Linked DNA regions of Gossypium hirsutum: region 2 is linked to region 1. The links are chromatin contacts, called in public Hi-C maps. All regions are on one chromosome and are shown on one strand. Each heading gives the region's core, a stretch centred on a gene start, on an enhancer-like site or on the middle of the called end of the contact. The rest is flanking DNA. Distances are from core to core; before and after follow the strand shown.

Region 1 (2,700 bases), core at 87-2,586:
TTTCTCAAGAGGGTAGTGCAAAACAACCGCATCCGAGTAATTCACGAACGATGGTGCAGTGAGTCGAACCTTCCCAAGACAAGTCTTCGCGTTGTTTGCTTTGTTATGGTTGTAAACAAAAGCTTCAAGTGGGAGGCTGGACAACTTGTTTGGATCCGATACGTTGAAATAGAAACTCTCGTTCCATACCGGACTGAGATCTTTCTCTTTAGTAGTGGTCCGGCATCTCTGGCCATCAAACTCGAGCTCCACAAAGGGACAGAATGATCCCCGTCCATCTTTGGCTAACAGGTCATGCGCCCCCACCACCTCCACCCCCAACTTGAGACTACTCATAGTTTGTATCAATCAAAGCGGAACCGGAAATCACTTTATTGACTATCGGTAATTGGAGTCGATCAAAATAATACCTGAAATAAAAAGATGAATTTCAGTCCCTCCATGAACAAAAAAGCAAGCAATATCGAAAGGATTTGAGCACTGAAAATGCAAAAAGGCGCAAAACACAACAAATGAAAACAACAAGAACCCAGTATAATGAGAACTAGCATGAAACTGCAATGAATTTTGTTATATATAAATAACTATTTTTTTCAATTTAAATTATCCAAATTCTTGCCAACCAAGCAGTATATAATCTGTAATTTTATCATGTAAAATTATGAAAAACGAAAGTTGAGATTCCAGCCAGAGATTAAAAAGGGGAAATAATTCCATGAATTTTTTTCTCATACTAAAGCAAGATTCTGAGAGAAAGATACCATACTTTTGGTTCACATCAGAATATATATATACACACACAGAATCTTTTTGATCCTTTTACAAGATAAAAGCTCAGTCTATGTTTCCTTCTGGGAAACAATTACTGGGTTTTTTTTTTTTGGTTATTTAAGAAACTTATAGCAAAAACTTTCCTCTATGAAAAGCGTCAATTTTTTTTTAAGTTTGAAGAAAGAAAAGGAAGAATCAACTTACTTTTTTCAGGTTTCAAAGAACACCCAACAATCAGATATCAAGAGTAGAAAAAACCCTGAATACACAATAAAAATAAAATAAAATAATCGAACAAGAAGAAAAGGATTTAAGGGAATTTAAAGAGATTAACAACAACTGACCTCTGTTTTAAAAGCTGAAAGCTCTGTTAGGAAAGTGAAAGGAAGCTTGAAAGGACTGTATATGATAGCATCTATGAAACTTAGGAGAGAAGGAGATTAATTTAAAAAATTAGAAATAAAATACAGTTGACCGAGAGAATATTAGAGAGCCGTCTAAAACGAGTAAAATGAAATTTTTTTTTTTTGGAAGATGATGAAGAAAAATTAAAGAAAATCAAAACGAAATAAGAAGGGATTCACTGCTTAAATTTAATTATCAGTTTCCAACTTTCCCTTTTGGTTAAATTTCACGAAAGTCCCTGTAACATTTCGGGAAATTTAGTTTATGTGCTAAAATTTGCTCATTTTTAACCTCTTTGCTTTTTCAAAATGTGTATTTGTTAATTTTATTAAATAATTTCACTTGGATTATTTTTTAAAATATATGTGCTGCAGCATATATACTTTTGCATTTTTTATTTTAGTTTTGGATAAATATTATACAGTTTTCTCTTTTCTTTAAACGTGTAAAAAAATTGTTACCATATAAAAAATATCAAAATTTATATGCCAAATCATCATATTTTTTTAAAATTAAACCATTCCAAAGTATCTGACAAAATTAACAAAAAATAACCACCTATTTCGAAAATATAGGATCAGAAAGGATCAATTTACAATAGAAGGACTAAAAATGAAAAATGGTATAAAACAGGGACTTTCAAGAAATATCGACCTTTTCTTGCACTTCTAATCTTATACGACAAAGATACGGGTGTTGACGTTTTTTTTTTACAATTTCAACACTCTTGAATGTGCTCGTTAATGGCACGCGCTGTACTTTATTGACACGTGTGGTAATTATTTTCAAATTGCGTGTGGATGTCGTCTTTAGTTGACTGTTCTTTAATTTAATTTTGCGTGTTTTTCAAATTATTTTGACAACTTAACTGAAAATTAGATGATTGGTGGAAAAAAGAAACAGTAATTAAAATACGAAATGAAAAGTGAAACTCTTGGTCTCATTACGGTTAGAAATTAAGATGTTTTATTAAATTTTAGAGGTATAGTTAGGTATCAATTAAAAATAATTTATGAATAGGCCAGATAAATGGTTTTAGAATTTCTAATGTATTGCTTTTTATTAATAAAAATTATAAAAAAATTTTGAATTTTATTGTGGGCTTTCCTCCTCCATTCATTTTCCAGATTTTATTTCTGTGATCAACAGGAAATTAAAAAGCAAAATAGAATAAAAAGACCAAGAAAATAAAGCAAAACTTTTTGGTCCAAGGACTCATCCTAGACTAGTATTCATGCTTTCCTTATTCCAAAAAAAAAAAAAAAACTATTTACAGTAAAAGATGAAAACAAATTTGAAATTCGTAACTTAGTATTCTATCAAAAGAAATTCCTAAATTAGTCAAACTTGATTTTATATGTACAAAACAACTTAAATGAGTAAAATTGTTCTCATGTAAAATTAATTAGGGACTTTTTTTTTTTGCATATTTAAATATGTACAGAATAGTTGAATGAGGGTTTAATTATAATTTTTTATATGTATTTGGTCGATAAAATGTAATTATATCGTAATTTGTTATGT
Region 2 (2,700 bases), core at 113-2,612, 260 kb before region 1:
ATGGGTTTGGACAAAAAAAGAGGTTGGTTTTTTAAATGGGCCAAGTCTCAGATAAGATTTTATGGCCTGGCCTCGACCTGATCAGTTTAAATTTTTTTTTTCTGCTGTTGTTTTGTTACAATTTTGCTATTATATTGTTACTATGTTATTATTATTGTTTGAATATTGTATTATTCTTATTGTTAATTTTGCTACTATTTATATTAGTGTTGTTAAGTATAGAGACTTTTTTTTAAAAATATATTTTTAATTTGTAGAAACATTTATTTTAATGTTTTAGTATATTTAATATATTATATTTTTTAAATTTATTTTTATATAAAAAATTAATACGACTAACTAAATCAAGTTTGAGTTTAGTATTTTTTATTTGAATCGGATTTAGATAAAATTTTAAATCCATTTTTGAGAAAGAAATTAACTTAAAATTTGACATAAGTTGTGCTGGTGTATTACTAAATATGTAAAAAGGGAAGTTTGACTATTGACTTGCAAGACTTGAACAAATATTTGTTTGACTCTGATTCTGATGCAAATTGGATCTTAAAAATACATCTAAATTAGAATTCAGGGTAATCTCCAAGTGTTTGTAAGATCAGAATTCAGGAAAAGGAAAGACGGTACATTGGCATGTCTGGGAATCAATTAGCTTCACATGCCTGCAATTGTTAGTGGCGCCGCCATCACGTGTCCATCTACCGGATTAAACGGTGGGACTGGACCCAGTGCAATAATTGTCTTCAAATTAGACTTTGAATTATATCAATTTTTTTTGTTATTAATTTATAGAAAAGAAGATTATTTTTGAATTAAAAAGCCACCATTTAAGTTTTAAGAACAATTTTTTAAATAAAATAAAAATGATAAATTAAGAAATAAGTATAAGATTAAAATGTGAGAAATGAAAGAAGTGGAGAATGGGCCTGCAGCTGCAAATGGAAAATATTTTCTTCATCTAGTTTCTAACATAAATCTCAGCTTCTTGATTGGTTAAGCTTAACCAACAGTACGGACAGGAGAATAACAATAACTTTGACCACATGAAACAGGAAAGTCATCTCTTTTTCCAGAAACGACTTCCAACAGGCAATTTCTTTGAACTGTAAACCCTTTTTTCCTGGAAAAAGCCATCAGGATAGAAAAATAAAGCCAAGTTGTATAAAAGAAAAGAACAAAACAAGTGGGAATCTTCACGGAACTTTCAAGCTTTTCTACTTCAAAAGGTTCACACTCATCTTCCAATATACTTACCTACGCGCTCTCCCAAATTGTAACCCTCATTTCTTCACTTTTTCCTGTCTCTGAATTTCAGCTGTTATTAACATTACACCATAAAAATCTTTCTTTCAATTCGGGTTCTGAGTTGGGTTCGGGTTATATCCAGGAAACATGTCAATGGGGCCAGGGGATCAAAGCATCAAAGGTATACCAACTCATGGTGGACGCTATGTTCAGTACAACGTTTATGGTAACCTCTTCGAAGTTCCCTCAAAATATGTTGCTCCTCTTCGCCCCATCGGCCGTGGTGCTTATGGTATTGTCTGGTAAGGTTTTTTCCGCTTTTTGCTCCCTTTATTTTTTTTTCGAATTTTTTTTCCCTTAAAACTCCCTGTTTTGATTGATTTCCAGTTTTGGTTTGTCCCAGTCTCGATGCTCTACATGACAGTTTTTTAGTTTCTTTTTTATGGGATTTTAGTAAATATTAAGGCTTGTATTTGTAGATTGATAATTTTTTTTCCTTTTTCATGGTGAATTTTGATGATTGACAGGATTGAGAGTGACACTTTTAGTGTGGCTCTCATTTAGCATATCTTTAGCTGAATTTTGCAGTGTGATTGCTTTTAAAGGAAATTAAGGTTGCCAATTTTAGGGTCTAATTGAAGTGAATGGCTCCAGGCCGAACTTCCTGGTTGAGGATATTTAACGAAAGTGACCATTCTGTTTATTAGGCTCACCGGTGTATTATTATATTATTCATAATGTGAAGCTGAGATGTGATTTGCTCCCCCATTTCTGTTAGTGCTGCTGTGAATTCAGAGACACAGGAGGAGGTTGCTATCAAGAAAATCGGTAATGCATTTGACAACCGGATCGATGCCAAAAGGACATTGCGAGAGATCAAGCTTCTTCGTCACATGGATCACGAAAATGTAAGTTCCTGCTAGCTCGATACTCTGCATTTTCACCTCTTTGATGGATGTTTCGATAATGTTGTTTAGATCAATAGACCCCCTAGTTATTAGGCTCCTTGCATGCTTCAGGGGTCCGGTTGCTGTTGCCATCTAAACGATTAGCAGAAATGAAACAGGTCCTTTCTTCCCATCAAGTAAGCCTTTGACCATCCTTAAAAAAGGAGACAAAAACAATACCCACATTTGTTGTCCTAATTTTGTCTAATTATAGGAATTTGGCTAACCTTTAAGTTTATTTGAGTTTTACCCTAATAACTTTTAACCATTAAGCTAGGGCCAATCTTATGATGTTGTGCGTAAACCTTCAATCTAACTAGGAATGCCTACTTCAAATTACTAAGTAGTTAATGCTGATTGTTTGTTTTTCTTCAGGTGGTTGCCATCAAGGACATCATACGGCCTCCACAGTGGGAGAACTTTAATGATGTTTACCTCGTTTATGAACTGATGGACACTGATCTTCATCAAATTATAAGATCCAATCAACCATTGACAGATGATCATTGTC

What was found. A called contact is a pair of places that touch in the nucleus more often than the background predicts.
Region 2: a Hi-C map of leaf shows a contact between it and region 1, with 5 times the contacts expected there. The contact joins the promoter of LOC107900875 here to the promoter of LOC107900891 in region 1. A contact is called at or near these places in 2 of 34 Hi-C or Micro-C datasets (callus and leaf).

What each region holds. Positions count from the first base shown.
Region 1 is chrD08:50,899,586-50,902,285 of Gossypium_hirsutum_v2.1, reverse strand. It overlaps LOC107900891 (FT-interacting protein 3), which reads right to left and starts at 1,336. Exons shown (of 2, transcript XM_016826653.2): 1 at 1,116-1,336; 2 at 1-410. The coding sequence starts at 336.
Region 2 is chrD08:51,156,223-51,158,922 of Gossypium_hirsutum_v2.1, reverse strand. It overlaps LOC107900875 (mitogen-activated protein kinase homolog MMK2-like), which reads left to right and starts at 1,362. Exons shown (of 6, transcript NM_001326893.1): 1 at 1,362-1,544; 2 at 2,021-2,150; 3 at 2,565-2,700. The coding sequence starts at 1,390.